2 separate regions of the Hordeum vulgare genome follow, and region 1 is linked to region 2. The links are chromatin contacts, called in public Hi-C maps. All regions are on one chromosome and are shown on one strand. The core of a region is the stretch at or near the end of the contact, and the rest is flanking DNA. Distances in the headings are between cores, read along the strand shown.

What was found. A called contact is a pair of places that touch in the nucleus more often than the background predicts.
Region 1: a Hi-C map of leaf shows a contact between it and region 2, with 2.8 times the contacts expected there. The contact joins the promoter of LOC123415408 here to the promoter of LOC123446256 in region 2. A contact is called at or near these places in 3 of 6 Hi-C or Micro-C datasets (leaf and seedling).

The regions. Positions count from the first base shown.
Region 1 is chr1H:469,733,389-469,738,288 of MorexV3_pseudomolecules_assembly, reverse strand. It overlaps LOC123415408 (NAC domain-containing protein 90-like), which reads right to left and starts at 1,580. Exons shown (of 3, transcript XM_045106733.1): 1 at 1,424-1,580; 2 at 1,003-1,313; 3 at 120-729. The coding sequence starts at 1,580. The coding sequence ends at 391.
Region 2 is chr1H:469,509,288-469,514,652 of MorexV3_pseudomolecules_assembly, reverse strand. It overlaps LOC123446256 (protein transport protein sec24), which reads right to left and starts at 2,935. Exons shown (of 14, transcript XM_045122932.1): 1 at 2,513-2,935; 2 at 2,318-2,389; 3 at 1,948-2,001; 4 at 1,668-1,843; 5 at 1,396-1,582; 6 at 1,101-1,246; 7 at 859-1,013; 8 at 662-743; 9 at 322-437. The coding sequence starts at 2,840.

The DNA of each region.
Region 1 (4,900 bases), core at 331-2,830, 220 kb before region 2:
GTAGCCCGTTACGTTTGATCCTACTCGCTGCCACGCAACGTAATACTCCTAAATAAGAGATGTCACCATCGATGCACTGGAAAGGAATCTTTGCACGCACCAAGAGAACACAGGTGGTTGACTTGAAAATTTTCCTTTGATGAAAAGGAACTGCGTTTAAGTTCCACAGGGAAAATAATACTACTGTACAACTGAATGACATCGTCGTGGCATACGTTGTGACGACGATTTTTTGTAAGAATAAAAGAATTTAGTAGCTCATGTGAAGAATGTAAACAAAAAAGTAGCTCGCCTAAAGCATCAGTGTGTATTTTCCCAATTGATTCTTTACTGAATTATAAACTTTTTAAGAGCTTCCTCTCTTCTTCTTCTTTGTGTGGAAGAGCTTCATCACTTATATTCGATCCAGTGCAAAAGCTCTGCCCAGTCGGTCATGTCGTCGGCGGTGAGCTGCTCGTCAGCGCCTCCCACCACCTCTTGCTGCTGCTGCTGCTGCACCACGGAGCGGTAGGCGTCGCCGTTGGATGGCGCGTGATCGTTCGCTGCATGCCTTTTCCTCTTCTGACCCCTTCCCATTTCAAAGACCTCATTCGCCGACGCAGCCGCGGCGGACGACGACGCCGGGTCCTCGGCGCCGCTGCCTGCGACGGCGGTGCAAGGCCGGCGATCGAACTGCCTCAAGCTGCCTGACCTCGTGTACAGCCGGCACAAGCTGAACTCGCTCCGCACCTACAAACAAACACACAAAAATGCATAGACGTTAAAAAATGCTGTAACTACTAACTGATTTGCATATTTCTTCACATCTCATGTGATAGTTGACTGCGTATATGCATAGTCAATCAGCCATAGGCTTTCGCAATCAGCATTGGCTCTTCACTGCATATGAAAGAACATCCAGCATATGGCGAATCGGCGAAAAGAATGGCAACTACTACTAGTGATTATCATATACTGGTACTGAGTATCATCTAACAAAAACGCGTTTATATTTTTAATTACCTCCAAAGTAGTGTTTGGTGCCGGAGCAGCGGCATCGGCATGGGTGCCGTCATCGTCGAAGGCCCTGTACTCATTCATCTTCCACTTGGTCTTGGCCCCGGCGGGCGCCCGGCCACGGTAGAACACCATGGTCTTCTTGGTCCCGACGGGGTGGCCGCCGGCGGAGTAGACCAGCCCCGGTGTGCCCGCTGCCTTCCAGTAGCCTGACGGCGTCGTGCGGCTCGGCCGCCCGCCCCGCGCCTCCCGCTCCTGCCGCGCGCAGAAGTAGAACCACGGCTCCCCGTGGCCGGCGCACGCGCCCCGGTGCACCTCTGCACGCACGCACACACACAACTCAGTTAGCAATGGGACCTCTCCCTTGGCAATTCGCCGGCAATGGCAATGCGTTATTCCACATGTATATGTATGTCCTGGTTCGTGCCTGGGAGCTGCCACGGGTCGAGGGAACAGACGTCGGCGACGGGGATGACGCGCTCGATGTCGTCGCGGCGGCTGCCGTCGAGCATGTGCCGGAGGTAGAAGCGCACCAGCTCCTCCTCCGTGGGGTAGAAGCGGTACCCGGGAGGCAGCTCGGCCATAGCGCACGCACGTCGAGTCGACTTGATCTCCCTTGGAGCTCGCGGCTGACGACCTCGGTCGTGGAGCTCGAATGGAGTGGTGGGAACGCCTGTATGGTCTACGTCCGTGGCGCGTGTGGTTATATAGGGAGGCGTTGTGTGTGTCGTGGTGATCGGCGCGGTGCTTGATCCCGGAGAAATGTCTACTATCGTGGTGGAAAAACGTAGGAAGAGAGAGTGGAGGGCTTGCTGTGTGTGTTGTGGGGAGGAAGGACTCGGTCAGTCTCATACGTGTTCAAAACTCACTTTTCTTAGTTATGGCTCTTAGTTAATGATGAATGTTGATTCGGTTTTGGACTTAACTAACCAGGCCGCCTGCATCGGTCGCCATCTTCTTCCATATGACGTGACTACGCGTGGGCGTGGCATGGCATGGCAACAGTGACCTGACGGGTATGCATGCTTTTACCGTGGGGTGATTGGTTCAGGTGGAACGTAGGCCTGCAGCTAGCAGTAACCAAACTCAACATGGTCCAGTAGTTCTTAAGTTGAGAAGGAAGAAACTCACCATGATGTAGGGCAGCCTCGGGGGCATGCAGACCGAGATTGTTTTAAGCAGAGCAAATTTTAAGGAGGTACAAGAGCATCTAGCCGGACATCTCAGACCGGCTCTAAATGGTTTGGACGGATCGACCGGTAAAACAAAATAACCCGCTCGGCCGTCTTAAACCGTCTTCAAACGTCAGGACTGTCCTCCTATCCCTCTTTCAACGGCTCGTGGGCCAAACGCACTCCGACAACTCTGACGTCATGGGCAGCTCCAGCTTCATCTTCGATGCAAACGACACACTGTCACATGCTGATATGTACATGGAAGAGGGGCACAACATTGTCGACGACCACAAGGGGAAGGAGTTGGCAACGAAATGATGAATTCCTCTTCCCTTACCCATTTTATCTAAGTTTTATTGATGTTCTAAGAACTTTGTCGTATGAACTATGATCATTTTGTCCGGCGAGGAGCTATGATCCAGTTTAACTACATAGTGTTGCATGGATTGCATGAATTTGGGCTTTCTGATGTGAGCCACGCGGTTGTGCAAGCAAAATATGTGGCGTGCTCGATCATTGTCTGTGGATACATCCGTACGCGTATGCGGACGTTTGAGCGGACAGATTTGCCCTCCATGATTGTAGATGCTCTAAGACGAGTTAAGAGAATAATCTAAAGCAAATTTTAATATGGTCCCTCTTATCTCCTCTTTCCAACTATGTATGTGGGTGCAAAAACAAATATGGCATACATGTGTATTTTTTGTGAGATACATGTGTATATACATTTTGAAGTGTGTTTTTCTTATTATTGTGAAATCATTGTTTTAAGAATAAAAATCATCTGGTATATATATAATCACGTGAACGCCGCCTAATGATAGTTCATATGTGCACTTGTTTCTAATCTCAAAAATATAGTTTCTGTAAATGATTGTGGTTACTCTATAAAAAATCAATATATGTATTAAAAAATCACGTATTATATATTCATGTCATTTTGTGTAATTTTTACAATTGCTAAATGATTTGGGTGAATAATATGATATGGCAGAATGTACATGTTGAAGAATGATTTTTTAATATTACAACATCCCATGATGTTAGAAACAAAATCATGCGGTATATAATCACTTCAAAGACACTTAAATATGTACCATAAAAAAGGACACTTAAATATTAATCAGTAAGATGGAGCCGAAATAATAGTAATCCGTCGATGAGCTCAGGCAATGATTAGAATACCCCATTAATAACACGCATGCATCTGCCGCCTTCGTGGCTGTTGGATCTAATTCTGATCAGATGGCTAGAAGCAAATTACCTAGACTAGCTTTGCAATTGAGTGGTTGTTGCAATTTCCTCCACCGCAACAACTGGTGTGATATGGGATCTGGATCTGGATCCCCTCAAAAGTAGTCGTCACTTGTGCTCTTTTTTTTTTTGCGAATGGTCACTTGTGCTTTTTTCGAACTCCCTCTCAAGCAGATGCTTCGCCGCGCTACTCCAACACTGGCAACAACGCTTGCTGACGACAGGATGTCGACGTGGATGCCGTTGTAGCCACCGGCCACCATCATGAACATTCGTCATCGTCGTGCGCCCGAACTCGGGTTGCATCGGCCTCTCGGGGAAGCACCAGCAGCTGCATTCACCGCGAGGCACTGCATCCATCGTAGCGCCACCGTCGCAAGGGAGCACCGGCCTTTCTTCCGGTCGATGCGCTCGCTACTAGCTGCTCGTTCTCTGCTACAACTAGTTTCTGTAACAAGGTTTTTGTTGAAAAAAAAACTGTAACAAAATAAATAAATTTAGACGCGACTTCTATTGCAAAAGAAAATTTAGCTGGTACAAGACTTCTGTTTCAAAACAACTTGTAACAAAATATTTGTTGTAAAAATTATCTACGACATGACCTCAGTTTACAAAAAAACAGCAACATAACCGTATTGCATAATTTCTACAATACTACTCCCTCCGTTCCTAAATATAAGTCTTTGTAGACATTTTAATAGAAGACTAAATACGGAGCAAAATGAATGAACCTATACCTTAAAATATGTCTACATACATTCATATATAGTTCAATAGTAGAATATCCAAAAGGACTTATATTTAAAAACGAAGGAAGTATATGTGTTGCAATAATAGAAGGTGATCCTCGTCTACTTAATCTGTTAGATCCGACGGCTCGCGAGGCGACAGATCTTTTAAAAGATCTGCCGATCGACGCTTAGCAACTCCCGGCTATAAAGGGCTTTTCTCCATAGGATGCTCAAGTGCCGATTGAAGGCTACATCCTCACGAAGAGTAGTTTTAACATGCTTTCTTTTATCTTTTCCTTTTTTGCATGATAGATAATAGTATATAATAGATCTGATCCCTTTACCTTATTAATTAATAATCAGGTTAGTTTTTATCTTTTTGTCAGACATGTAAAAGGAGGAGGTAAGAAGAAACATGTCAAAAATTTGCCCTTCACAAAACCTAACGCACTCGATCATCTTGCGTGCGACGACGAAAGTCATATTCCTATTTTCTAAATTATTTTTTGGATTTAACTGTTTATAGATGGGAGCAAATGAGTCCACGCTCCGAATTGCAAAGCACATCATTAAACTGCTGGTACATGTAGCACATGACTTGCCGTGGAAGATGTTAAAGCATCTACAACCAAGCGTTCCAACCTCGCCTCAAATGGCTGAACTTGTGATTCAGACGGACTTTTTAAACGGATCTTGAACGCTGGGTTGAATGGCACATCTCATATCTGATCTAAATATGAGGCG
Region 2 (5,365 bases), core at 1,686-4,185:
TGAGCTGAAGTTTTAACAGTTAGACAAAAAAAATGCTTCTCTGCACTTGCTATGTGTCAGTGTTTACCTTGATTACTAGAAAAATAACTGCAAGCAAAAGGATTTGATTGTGGGAATTTCTCTCACACAGAACAGCAGGACCTATGCTGAATATAACCAATTTATGTAATCATATCATATCAGAACTTTTTCACCCATAGCATTAGGCATATCAGATATCTTATTCCTGCACACCTCATACGCTTGGCATGGATTCAAATTCAACATATCCATTATCAACAGCAACTAATACGTCAAATGGTGAAGATAAAAATAAAATACCTGGAGAAGCCATCGGCATGGGTAAAGTCAAAGTCATACGCATAAGTAGCAAAAGAATCACAGCAGATAATATGTTGCACATTTTCATATTGAGGATCAGGGAAGAAATGGCCATACTGTAAAAGGATGGATGCATTAACATTAGAGAGTACAATATGGTTAAGGGTCAAATCCTTATCTGTCACCGCAAAATTTTGTAACCATCCACTCATTGTAGCAATGACATGTGGGTCCAGACCCAAAAAATCAGTGGCACCCAAGGTGGATTATAAAATTTTGCAGTGACACACACGGGATTTAATCCTAGAGATAATGTGGACACAGGTAGCTTGAATCTTACAGAGTGTCCGGGCTCAAAATCTGGAGATGTTCTCAGCCTTAGAACACAACCAAATGCATAGGGTCGACTCAACAGGCGATATCTGTTCAGAAGAAAAGACAAGGCAATGAGGAAAAGACCATTCATATTTTATCAGGAACCTAGGCAGTGGAATTTCAAAAACAAAATACAGAGGGCAGTCATAAGATCAAGCTCACATGTCCTGAGGAAGTGTTGAATCATCCGCACTTGCATAGAGAAATAACGAGCCACCACTTTCGATGCTCAAAAACTTCAACGAAGCCAAATCGGTGTATTCATCCGTTACAGCAAATATGTCTACACATACTCCTGATTGAACAGCAACAGCTGCCTGTTCAAAATTTCACTAAACTCACTAAAGGATAGACACGGTTAAGCAAATGTAATTTTTTTCTCTACAAAAGCAACATAACCTTACCAGGTCTCTGTAGAAAGGTATCTGCTCAGGGAGCAACGCAAGGTCAGCATCTTCCCCTTTGCTAGCATATTGCTCACCATATCTCCTAGTGTCTAGTTGACCATCTCCATAATCAGGAGCACCAGAGAGAAAAGCAAATACCCTAGCTGTTTTTTATATTAACAAGAAACAGTTGGTAGTTAGGCATGAAAACAGCAAGTACAAAACTCTTTGCAAAATACACCATCTTCACAAACATAATTGCCTACCTGACAAGAAGCATTTAAAAATTGTAGAAAGAGGCGTGTTAACTTACCCAAAGCAAAAGTAGAACCATACTCTGAACTCAAGTAGTCAATTAGAGAAGACATGGCCGTTCCAAAACCCCGCCCGCCAAGCAAAACTGTATCTGGTTCCTGCCCAGAAGCAGCACCTCTCTCCCATGAAGATGTAGGCCGCAGTGTATCCAGGGCAGCGGCAATTCTGTCCTTGCATGTATCAACCTGCTCATAGATTAACTTACAGTTAAATGGTATCCTGAGATTGACTAAACCAACCTGTAACACTTCCTGTAGTTCTGTAACATACAGGGGCCAAAAAGGAAAGTAGGGGCATGGCATCTTCAAGGGCGACAGCCAGTCCATCTTCTTCTGAGTCTGGAGGGATGAAAACATTTTTCACAACAGGCATTGGACCTTGTACATCATACAACCCAATCTTGTGGCTGAATGTGATAAGCCCAAACAGGGAGCCTGGAATCAGAGCTGTTGCACAGAGAAAACCCAATTGAGAATAAGGGGAAACTTGACTCGTTAACGACACAGTGTTGTTTGAGCAACAAAAAAATCAGCAAATTACACATGTTAACCTTCTAGCGCTGCCAGAAGTGCACTCTTGATGAGTTCCAGGAACTCTTCAGAACCTGAAGACATTGAAACAGGGCAACAATCAGTTCTTATGAGGATCATATAAAGCATAGCACAACCTCGAGAGACTATTTGAGAATCCAACTGAAATTTGACACGGAGTATCAAGTCTCGTAAATGCAATTTTTGTCATATAAACCAACAAGAATTTGAGCTATACCCACTCACTCTAAGTATTATCGTTTTATAGGCTTCTCTTATAGGTGGCTTACATGGGTAACACCATAAGAAATGTAACAGGCAGGTAAAATTAACTTCCAGCAATACAGAATTTCATGATCGCGACGCGTTAAGCAGCACAATTTAACTTACAAGCAAGATCCACAGCCGCCACATAGACAGGCCGCGCCGTCACACCTTCACCTGCACCATCTGCCTCATCCACTGCACAAACACAACACAGTTAGTACCATTCAAGCCATGAGAATCGAACTAAAAAAAATCACAAGGCTCCAGCAGGCACTGTCGCTCGCGCACAAAAACACAGAGCGGGGCAGGCGCGACTACCTGGGATCTCGAAGTCGATGAAGGAGGCGCTGAGCTCGGGGCAAGCTTCTGGGCGCTGGAAGCGGCGGACGGCGTCGTCGTCGAAGCCGTTGAGGGTGCTGCAGAGCGCGCAGGCCCAGCCCCAGCGCTCCACGTCGCAGAAGGTGTTGAAGTAGGCCCAGCAGCGCTCGCAGCGCGGGAGGCGGTCGCCGCGGTCGGCGATGGCGGGCGGCTGGCCGAGCTCGTCGGCGGCGGCGAAGGGCGTCACGGAGATGCCCCACTGGATGCCGCACTCGTCCAGCGCCGCCTGCGTCACGGGGAAGCGGGAGACCGTCGCGCGCACCGCCATGGCGACGGGTCACGGGCTCCGGTGTCGGGATCGGCGGGGTGGGGACGGACGGAGGGGGCGAGGGGCGCGACTCGCGATCTGACACACTGGCCCCTGGGGGTCGGGTCTGACGCCGCACGCGGTAATTGACGCATTTTCGCGTTCCGCAATGGCTGTGTTTATCTAAGCCGCACATTGATGATCTTACGGCTGTGCTAGGTTTAAAATACGTCACCAGGCCTAGTTTCGGGCGGACGTCGTTTACAAAAGCGGAAATCAATGCTACGCTATGAGAAGTACTCCATTTTTGTTCTCCAAAATCGTTTTTAACACAATCCAGACAGGCGATCATATATACGTACATACGCATCCCTATAAACACGTGCATATTTATAAGCATCTTTGAGAAATTGTGTGGGCATATCATCTTAACATATCATCTTGAGATTAACAAAGTTGACACATATGCCTTCGTAGTTGATGTGAACGTCTTCTTCCATTGAATGCATTGTCGTATGAATGATCCTGACAATAAAAAAGGGATAGAATAAAGGAGAAGGATTTATTAAGATGCAAACGGATGACACGAGTGTTTTTACGAGCTCGGGCCTCTTACGGTGAAGCCTTGTGTCTCGTACGTGCTTCAAAGCAGATTTCTTTGTTCTATGTATGAACACCGAGATACAAGGAGCATGTGAGAGCGTATGAAAGAGAAAGATAAAGAGAGGTGAATGAATTAAGCCCTATTTGGAACCACTCACATTATATAATCTGATTTTTATAATCTATTATGTCTTCAAACATGACAGATTATATTGCAGTTTATAAAAACTAGATGGCCAGATTATTAAAAACTCATAATCTAACCAACCCCAGCTAAAATCAGATTATGGATTACTAATGATCCATTACCCTTGGAAACTTTGAGATAATTACCTACTGCCCCCGCCACCGTCCTTCAAACATGACTACCTAGATTATTACCTTTGCAGCTAAAAAACAGAGGGCAGATATGTCATTGTACAATATAAAACCTGGATCACAATATAATTTGGCCTCCAAACATGTTCACCTAGATTATTTTTATAAACCAGATTATATAGTCTATCTTCATAATCCAGATTATTATAATCTATTGTGGTTCCAAACAGGGCCTTAGTGCCTCGGCCCGGAGCTAAGAGGTGAGGGATGGCTTATAAAAAGTGTGACACCCCCTCATCTTCTACTATGTTATAAGTGGGGATATTAATTGTGCCCACTACAAATCATCAATATCATCCACTATGAGGTATAGTGGGTTTTACAAAGTAAATAACGAATGCACCATGATGCTTCGGATGCCTTCCATCCTGAGGTCGTGTTTCTTTAAAAAGTCCTAGGATTTTTTTAGTCTCAACTAAAAAGTTCCTAGTCCCTACATGTTTCTTTCCAGGGATTAAACAGGGACTAGAGGTCATTAAATGACATGCAAAAAAGACCATGTTACCCCTAGTAATGTACTAAAAGTTATTAAATGACATGTTAAAAGTAAGGGCACTGTTGAAAAAGGTGTCAAAAAAGTCTCAAAAAGTCCCTCTCATAGCGACTTCTTCCTTTAGTCCCAAATACCCCCTTTTAGTCCCTAAAAGTCCCTCCTGTTTCTTTCACATGGGACTAAAAGGGACTTTTTTTAGTCCCTAAAGCAAAAAGTCCCTGTAAAGAAACACCCGCTGAGTATATCATTTGGTCGAATAATTCCCGTTTGAGTACCTTATCATTCGGGTAGTGGCGATTCAAATGTTGTCGGAGTAACTTCCTGGGTGGTTGAGATTGATTTGAGCCCATCTGTCATGCGGCTCCTATGCTCTATAATACTTTGTCCCTTCATGGGCCTACCTATTATGGGTATCCACATCATGCACATCGCCGAAGGCTTGAAATAAATTCATGAAAATGCGAGGACTAGTATCAAGTCTAGGACTTAAACTCTCGTAGGCTAGGGATTTCACTGTCCTTCTAACCATCCAACTCTAGGTTGATTCGCAATAAAAAACATTGGACAAATCTAGGTTTCTCCATTTGTCTCCTCTCTTCCTTTCTAAATTCGCGGTTGCTCAAATAAAAAAGAGCATGGTTGCTAAGGCGACCGACGAAACTAGTTTCAGAAGAAGAAGGTGAGGCAAAGACGAGGGCAAGATGCCCTAGTGCGGTGCCCTCACAAGGACTAGCTAGGACCACACAAGGGACAAAAACGACATAGTTGGCGCCAGCCTCGCCAGCGCAGATGTGGCATAGGGGTGGCGGGTTAAGGTAGAGCATTACTTGTTTTGATCAATGCTCAAATTCGACGCTAGGGATAAAGATGATGATGCCATGCCTTATCATGGCGGCGCCAACAAGAACTTGTCAGGATCTTATAGTAGACAGAGATAACACAGCTCGTTGTGACATTGATGAAGGAGGAGAGGCAAGAGGTACACCTGAGAGGGGGTGATGTGATGTGAGGAGTAAGAAGAAGCATTGAAATGTGATAAGGAAGCTCAGGTTGTAGGCCTTGGATTTCAATC